Regions from separate parts of the Hordeum vulgare genome. Here region 2 is linked to region 1. Evidence: chromatin contacts called from public Hi-C data. All regions are on one chromosome and are shown on one strand. The core of a region is the stretch at or near the end of the contact, and the rest is flanking DNA. Distances in the headings are between cores, read along the strand shown. Region 1 holds the start of LOC123398198 (probable CCR4-associated factor 1 homolog 7). Region 2 holds the start of LOC123398208 (Golgi SNAP receptor complex member 1-1).

The links. Hi-C and Micro-C count contacts between places; a contact is called where the count stands out from the background.
Region 2: a contact with region 1 is called in a Hi-C map of leaf, with 5 times the contacts expected there. The contact joins the promoter of LOC123398208 here to the promoter of LOC123398198 in region 1. A contact is called at or near these places in 4 of 6 Hi-C or Micro-C datasets (leaf and seedling) and 1 of 1 datasets of contacts at active chromatin or transcription factors (embryo).

Annotation. Positions count from the first base shown.
Region 1 is chr5H:446,524,006-446,528,502 of MorexV3_pseudomolecules_assembly, forward strand. LOC123398198 (probable CCR4-associated factor 1 homolog 7) reads right to left here and starts at 2,768. Exons shown (of 1, transcript XM_045092697.1): 1 at 1,659-2,768. The coding sequence starts at 2,566. The coding sequence ends at 1,727.
Region 2 is chr5H:446,724,876-446,729,352 of MorexV3_pseudomolecules_assembly, forward strand. LOC123398208 (Golgi SNAP receptor complex member 1-1) reads left to right here and starts at 2,845. Exons shown (of 5, transcript XM_045092707.1): 1 at 2,845-3,102; 2 at 4,163-4,390. The coding sequence starts at 3,067.

The DNA.
Region 1 (4,497 bases), core at 1,518-4,017:
AACCAGGAAAGGGACTTCTCTAACCTATCTCAGAGGTTATACACCAAGGCAAAAGGAGAAAGAACTGAGAAGCCCCGCATATCAGGCAAACAATCTACAGTAAGGAAAGAGAATAATACAACACGAGCAAGACAAGCAAAAGGAGAATGACAAGATTAGTAATCATCAGAATTGTAAAGCACAATGCAAAGACAACTCATATAGGAATGACCAGGGAAGGACCTTTTCTAACTAATTGGAGGTTGCACTGAGGCAAAAGGGCACTTGACTAATTGATATGCACTCTACATCCATGTATACGATATAAATAAAGGGACTGTAATCTACTTCTGTTCTGTCACAATTTAGTTCAAACTCGATGTTAAGAGCATTTCTTAACAGTCTACTAACATAATATAGAACAGTGTAAATCAGTGTATTGAACTGCCGAGGAAACTGCGAACTACTCCCTCCGTCCGGAATTACTTGTCACAAAAATGGATACAAATGGATGTATCTAGAACTAAGATACATCCATTCTTACGACAAGTATTTCCGGACGGAGGGAGTAGATGTAAGCTTTAGCTGGAAATGGATGAGAATCCTCTGACTACACAGTCCATGAATATAGATCAATTCAAAAATGAACAGCCAACACATGGAACTTCTATAACCATAATGAAAGAGGCCGCTTTCAAAAAATGTTTCTACCAAAGATACCTTCAGAAAGTAAAATTTAAGAGGTGACAGTTCAGTTATAACCCCAATTAAAAAGGTCGCTCTCAAAACTACCCAAGTGCTATGACTGGACGAGAGAGGAGAAGAAAGAAGAGGATGGGTTGATGGGTGTGACCAGACTACTAGAGAGGGCAGCATCTGAAATCATCCTCCGTTCCTCAGACCGGCCACTGACCTGATCCTGGTACATACATGATTCTTAGACTCTGAATCATGTCTAGGGAAAGTTTCTTGAGTTATTTGGATATGATTGCTATTCTTTACATAATAGACAGTCCTTGCTAAATGCTACTCCTTTCTTCCCAAAATAAGTGGCACTAAACAGAATCCTGACAATATATATGAACAACAGCTGAGCTTATCCTTGTCCATGACGCAGAGACTCAGAGCTCATGACTGGGAAACAAATTCTTTGGTCATCTCTGCTTAATCTCCTAATAAATGGTTAAATGATGCCCCTCTTCACATAATACAGTACTTCCACCGTCCATTGGTATGGAAGCATGGACCAGAAAGTTCGACACCAGAAAGTACCCTATTGGTCTGGAAGCATGGACATATATACTGTAGTATACAGCTTGAACCAACTAGTGGTAGAATTGGAGTCATTGACTGCCATGGTTAGCCATGCGCCTGTCCATGACGGGAGGTAGGTGATTCCTCAAACAAAACACACAACAGTAAGCAATCAACACTATATGCATGACAAAAGAAGTGTTCTTTTTGCTATCTATCAAGTGTTTAACTCTACAGGTCGTGTGAAGAATCAGCATAGGCAGACTTTAACCAGTATCTAGAGCGTGTTTCATCAACTTCAGCATGCAAAATCAAACAACAAAAACTCAGTCATCTAACCTAAACACATTCAGCAGAGCAAGTAGTTGAGGGAAAGGTAGTACCTTTTCGGTGTCAAGCAAAGGGATATAATCAGACATCACACATTCAATCAGCAGACAGGTTTCTCCTTTTCTCTCATAAATAGTTCATCATTTATTTAACTATCCAGTACTCAGTGAACAGAGGTGGTTTCCCCGCCCTCTGTGCCTAGACCATACAACACACCAGCATATTTCTCAGTCAATCCACCGAAGTATGACTCCTTGAGCTTGTTGAAAGAGAGCGCTGTGAGCAGAGAATCAGAGCCTGCCTGATGGCAGATTCCGACCCGCTCGACGTCGAGCAGCTCAGCGAGCTTGTTCAGTCCGCCGTGGAGGCTGTTGCAGAATCTCATCAAGTGCTTGATGTCGTAGATCACGGGGAAGTAAATCCTGATGAGGTCGAAGAAGCCGGAGCTGGTGTCCGGCAGGTTGGAGCCGGTGAGCAGCTTGAGCAGGTAGCCGAAGTCGTAGCCGCTGTGGAAGGTGACCCAGTGGATCTCGGCGTTGAGGACGACCCCGGAGGACATGAGCAGCTCGGCGAAGCGGCGCGAGTCAGCCCCCTCGGCGGCGTGGCGGGCGAAGTCGATCCCGCTGCGGCGCAGCAGGTCGATGGAGTCGGCGGCGGCGACGTCGGTCCGCGGGTCGAAGCCCCGGAAGTTGAACTGCCAGACGCAGGGGCGGCCGTCCGGGCCGAGGGCGGGGAGGCCGCCGCGCTCGTCCGAGAAGGTGAGGCCGAGCTGGATGAGCTTGAGCATGTCGACGTTGGCCTTGAGCGTGGCGTAGTTGAAGTCAGCGTTGGACTTGAAGGTGCCGAGCGGGCGGCAGACGACGCCCGGGAACTCGGTGTCCATGGCGACGTAGGGGTAGTCGTCGACGATGTCCCGGATCACGGCGAACTCGGCCTCGAGGTTCTCCGCCCACACCTCGCGGATCTCCACCCCGTCGGGCTTGTCTACGGCCGGCGTCGCCATCGGCTGCCGGGCATCAAAGGCTCGAGCTTTCCCTCCCCTCTCCTTCCTGGAGCCCTCGGAGCGGAGGAGCGGGAGGCGGCGGGGCCCACGGGCGAGCGGCGGGGGCTCCCGTGGGCGGGGAGGTGCGGCGGGGCGGGGCGGGAGGAGGAGATCCAGGGGAGGAAGGGAGGGGGAGAGGAGCGTGGGATTGGGGATTCGGGGGAAGAAGGAGGAGGGCGGGGGGAAGCGCGAATGGGGAAAGTGGGTGACGTGCGCCGCCCGGGTCGGATTGGTGCCACGTGGTGGGACCCGCAAATGGTGGGTCCTGTGGCATGATTGCCGGCCGGGAGCGTGAGGAGGGGCGGCTTCCTGGGTGGCTGCCCGGTGGGCCAGGGGCTCGTGGGGCCATTTTTTTTGTGGAGGTGAGGGCGGCACGTCAGGTGAAGGCTGGATTGGAACCAGCAAGGAAAACAAGGGGAAGGGCAAGTGTGGATGAACAATTTGGTTTTGGTTTTGTTTTGCTTCTTCCGGCGGAGAGAGCTTCGGTGGGAGGGTTTCTTTGACTTGGGGTTGGTCGTTGCAAGTCTTCCTTTCTCTAAGCTTTTCTTTAGCTTTGTTTTAGAGCATCAAACCCCGTAAAAAAATATCCGTACAATTTCAACGAATATACGAGTTCGATCTGTTTTAGTGACCATAACAGACCCCGTATCGCGTATTTGGTCCATAAATTTTTTACAGCGACCTGAAAAAAGACATCTCCAATCGGCATATATGCGGTTTCACAACGCGTTTACGGGTCAAACCTTATCCTCTGCCGCCGCAGCTCCGCCACGATTCATCTCCCATTCAACCCTAATTTCCCGCCGCCGACGAGACAAAAAACCCATAGTGGGTCGTCCCGACCATGGACGACCACGAAAATGGAGGGGATGACACTGAGCGCCATCGCTACCCGCGCCTCCAACGCCGACTCCGCACCTCTGCCGCTAGGAGTTCGTCCAGGGGCGCCTCGTCCTCGTGGACCATCACTCCGGTGAATATGAGGGCAGAGGAGCTCGGGCCGCTCGCCGTCAAGCTCAAGGACGACGACGTCCCGTTGTTTGGAGTGGTCATCGGCCCCGAGGACTACCTCCCCCGAGGCAGGAGGATCACCTCATGCGCGCCATCATGGAGCGCTCGGTGGGGAGGCGGGGGAGGACGCCGCGAGCTCGAGATCGAGCAGATCTTCCTCGAGCAAGGGGACACAGTGTTGCAGGCGAGCGCGTCCAAGAAGGCGGACCTGCGCGTCCTGAAGGCCGAGCAGGACAAGATCTGGATCGACCTCGACTCCGTCGAGGACAGAGCTCCTTCGGCTCCTCCGTCGCGTCGTCGCCGCCACACCCGTTATTTTTGGTAGCCTTGGCTCGGGTACGCTGCACGGCCCGCAGATCCCCCTACGTAGTAGTAGTATGAAAAACTGATGTAGTTTGATGAAGAAGTGATGTAGTTTCATGAAGAACCATGATGTAGTTCGATGAAAATTATGATGTAGCTTCACCCGCAAACTTTTTTTTTCAAATTTTACAGTTTCATATACAAGGTTAGATCTTTGGCGCACGAAATGACACCGTAAAATTGTGTAAACCCATTTTACGGATCGCTCTTTTACGGGATCTCCTAGATATGCTCTTACATTTCCTCTCTAATAACAACTAGGAAATTGTTTCCGTGTTGCAACACGGATACACATTTTCTTTTCTTTCTGAGGGTAGGATGCACAGTTAAAATGTTGACATATAATAAGAGTAAAAATGGAGAAAACACTTCATTTCATCCCGCTGATAACGCGCACGCGTCCACCTCCTTTGCTACCAATCATACGTCCTGATAAAAGCCTACTATCGTCTGCCGCCCCGCCTTCACGTGTCTTGATGATGTAAGAACTGCACCGTCCATCGACCCACCTCACGTCT
Region 2 (4,477 bases), core at 1,595-4,094, 200 kb after region 1:
AAAATCTATATCGGATAGTTGACTTTGTCTAATAAAATTGTGCAATGCAATGCAAGCCACAATGATTTTGCTTTGTTTCTGTTGTGGATAACTAGGTAAGTGAAACAAAATCCTCCACTTGTTCTTCAAGACTCCAAAACACCTCGCAATGACATTTCTAAGTGAAGAATGGCTGAAATTGAAATGTTCTTTTTTTCCTCTAGGCATTGTGCCATCACGGTACTCTTGGAAATGATAGGTTAAACCCTTGTATGGTGCAAGATAACCCGGTCTGTTTGGGTATCCCGAATCGACAAGATAGAACTTTTGAGGTGGTGGTTTTGGAAACTTTGCACCAAATCTGGATTGGGCATCATTGAAGACCCCTCATGTCATGCACTGATCCTGGCCAACCGGCTAGGACAAATGTGAATCTCATATCAAAGTCACACACACACATCACATTCTGACTCATCTCCTTATGTCTATTCCTATGCTGGATAGCAGTGGCAACTGGTACCACAACCTATATGTGTGTCCCATCTATTGCTCCAATGCAATTGTCCATAAATGGTGAATATTTTGTACATCTTAGTTTTGAGTGCACAATGTTGAATTGAGGATCTATTGGCTTGATAATGTCTTTTGCTAGCTTGATCAGACATGCCAAAACTTTATCAAACTTCCTTACAATTGTGTCCAGTGACCTAACAAATCTGTTTTCTGCTTGTCTTAAAGATTGCGGGGAACCTACTATCCACAAAAATAGGCCTATAGACTCAACGTAGAGGGGAGCTGCGTCTCGTCGTCTTCATCCATGGCGGCGGCGGCGGCCGGACTGGCAGCGGCGGCCGAGCGCACTGGCAGCGGCAGGGGAAGGGACGAGGGCACTGGCGGCGGCGGCGGCGGCCGAGGGAACTGGCGGCGGCGGCGGCGGCCGAGGTGGGAGACGCGAGCGCGAGCGGCTGGAGGGAGACGAGCAAGCGGATAAGACCAGAGACGCGATGCGATGCGGGGCAGGGTAGGAAAAAGTCCCAAAAAATCCCTCCCACAGGTACTTCTCCAAATAGTCTCAAACACCCCACTTTAGTCCCTAAAAGTCCCTCCTGTTTGTTTCATATGGGACTTTTTTTAGTCCCTACATCAAAAAATTCGTGAAAACAAACACCCCCTCAATTATCTCCCACATCGCGTGATGTTTTTATTTGCCCATGGACGACGTCACGGCAGTACAACGCATGCTTTGTTTACCGGTTACTGTGTGAAGGAAAAACTAGATTTCCGGACACTGCTTGCATTTGGAAGTATTGGGCATCGCTCAAGTGCAAAATCTTCATCTGGTACGTGATGCAAGATATGCTCTCGACGACGGATATGCTACTAGCTGCTTTGTGTGTGTGCAAGACGAGGACAATATCGACCACATTATTGTCAAGTGTGTGAGGGCCAGGGAGACATGGCGTCGGTGCTTCTCCGACCTCCAAATCAACGTCAACTGCCCAATCGCATACACACATTAATGCTTCGATGGTATAAGATGCAAGGGCCAGGTTTGTAGGCAGAGATCATCGTGTTTTTGATTGTCTCCTCATCCTAATCCACTCGCATCTTTGGAAGCAGAGCAACCTCTCAGCAGCGTAATGTGTCAGATCTCATTGATCTTACTTTTAACGATATGCATGATTGAAAGTTGATGGGTGCATGACATTTACTTATATTTGTGAGAAATTTGCCTTTTTTTTTTTCCTTTGCTAGGTGTTTGTAATGATGCTTCAACCTTACCCATTGTTAAAGCATCTCTAGCAGACATTCTAAAAATGCAAACTGTAAAAATAGAATACGGATAAAAAAAAGCATTTTAAGGGTCCATTTTAAATATTTTCAAACATAAACTGTAAAATTACCGTAAAGAGCTCCTTCCTCTGGTACGACGGCCGTTGCCCCTTCCTCCAGCCGTCCGTGTCAGTCACGTCGGCTGCGGCCCGTCCCCGTCGGCCGCGCCCCATCACCACACCGGCCGCGACCAGCCTCGTCGGCACGCCTTGTCGCCCACCGGCCATGCCCCATCGCCTCCGCCGTCAGCGACTTGCTCTGTTGCCAGCCGCGACCAGTCCCCGTCGGCCGCGCCCCATCACCACGCCGGGCGCGACCAGCCTCGCTGACCACACCTTGTCGCCCGCCGGCCATGCCCCGTCGCCTCCGTCGTCAGCGACTTGCTCTGTTGTCAGCCGCGCCGGTCGAGCCGTGCCCCTTTGCTTGCCGCGCAAAGAGGATTCCGGCGGCCAGGTTGAGGTCATGGGAGGCCATGGCGAGGTCGAGCTCGTCCAATTCAAACCGGCGGCGATCGATTGTCGCGTCCAACGGCCTTTTCCGACGCGCAGTGATGTATTCCGGCAAGTTTAGGACGGATTCCGGCAAATTTCGCGGCGTCGTGTTTGCTACGACGAGGTTTGACCGGTATACGGCCCCCTAGAATCGGCATTCCAACCTTCAAAAATAAGAGTTTCGGATGTGGCTTTACCGTGCCCCTTAAACTTTTTACGGGTTAGATTACTTTTACGGTTTTTATTCTACATACTTTTTGGGATCAAAACTGTAAACATAATTTTTTTTAGGTATTTGACCACTTATACAGGATGTGTTAGAGATGCTGTTAGCAACTGGCTTGGGTTTTACTCTGTCCTTCCTTCTATAAATCAAAGGTAGGTGCTAAGAATTATGCAAATCAAATAGGGCCTAGGTAGTTTGGTATGGATTTTTTTAAATTTTTTATATTAATTTAAAAATAAAGGTTTGGTAGACCAGAAGTGTCGAATTGTGCACTATGCCACCATATTGGCTTTCTCGGGCCCCCCCGGATTGGTGGCTGCACCGTGCCACCGAGCCTCACCCGACCAGTTGACCACCACGGTGCCCCCGACCTGACGCTTCTCCCTCTCCAACGCCATCGGGCAACCCACCCCTTTCCACCCCTTCCAACCCTCTCCCACTGATTCGCTCGCCGCGCGCGCGCGAGATCCAGCCGCGCCCCCCGCTCGAGATCTCCCGGCGGATCACTAGGACGGCGCCGCCGAGGAGCTCGGAGCCATGGAGGCGTCGTCCTGGGACGCCCTTCGCAAGCAGGTGAATACCCGCCCCCTCGGATCCCCGCGTCGCGCGCTCTCTCCCGCTCCCCGGTACCCCTTGCCGTTGTCCGCTCGCCCGAGATCCGGCCCTGGCCGGCGCCCGCGCCGCGCAGTGCGCTGCCGCTGTGGTATTCGGGCCGACGATTTCCCCCCGCTGCCCGCTGAATTCGTGAGAGGCGACCCTCGTAAAATTGGAGCGCCTCGTTCGTCGAATCCGTAGTCCGTGCCTGTGGAACGAAATGCGTTTTCCTTCGTCTTCTGAAACTGTAGAGTTTTCGTGACACCAAGACTAGTTTCATAGTGGCTATGTTCAAAAAACTGTGCTGCAGGTATAGCCCATTTCTTTGACTAACATGGTAAATTTGGAGCAATGTGCCACTAATCCAGTGTGCAACTGACTAGAGTTTTGATCCTACCGAACTGCCCCTTCTCCATCTGAAGCTTTTGTTGGTTAGATTGTGTAATCGTGCTTATGGAGTACTATCTAGTAATGCAATGCGTTGCCGGCTTGTTCATGAGAGTCAGGTATTTACGGTTAGTGTGTTCGGACTGTATGGTACGAGTCTATGGCTGAACCCATCCTTTGCTAGGCTAAGAAGGCGCCATGCCAAGTTATTTTCTGTAACGATGTCACTACTAAATACGATTGCTGCGTTAGGGCATGGCCTACATGGGTGCTAACAGAGAGGCGCTAGGATGGACATCCTGGTAGATAGGTAGTTAGGTCATCAATTCCTGGCGTCAGATGAGGCATGAACTCAAGAAATTGAATCGGGCGCTTGGGCCTTTTATGCCGTGCGGGGTAAAACACTGTTGCACCAGCCTGGACTTTGATTTTATTAGCGCCTATCGGTTAGCGTCTAGCATTGTGAAACAGATAAACGCTCGGATTCTTCTTTTAGTTTTATGATATATTTTTATTTCCCTCAGCACCCGTATAAGTGACTTGCGTTGAAGATGGCTTTATGGTTTCATGAAGCTATGAGTAGCCTGATAGATGGTATTTGATGTGCGTGTGTGCATGGTTAATGTTGTTCCTGTACAATTTCTGCTTGTAGGCGAGGAGGTTGGAAGCTCAGTTAGACGACCAAATGATTGCATACCGTAAATTGGTTTCTATGAAATCAGATGGTTCAGAGAATGATATCGAGACTGATATAGAAAGATCACTAAAGCAACTTCAGCAAGTAAATTCTCAAATGCAAACCTGGGTATCGTCAGGAGGCTCGGAAGTTCTTTCTCATACATTAACCCGTCATATGGAGATTTTGCAAGACCTTACACAGGTTCCAATAATTCCCTCTTACACCAAGTAACCACATTCTTCATAATTACAGTGTGTTTACATCTGATGTTAAATCAAGGTTTCTATT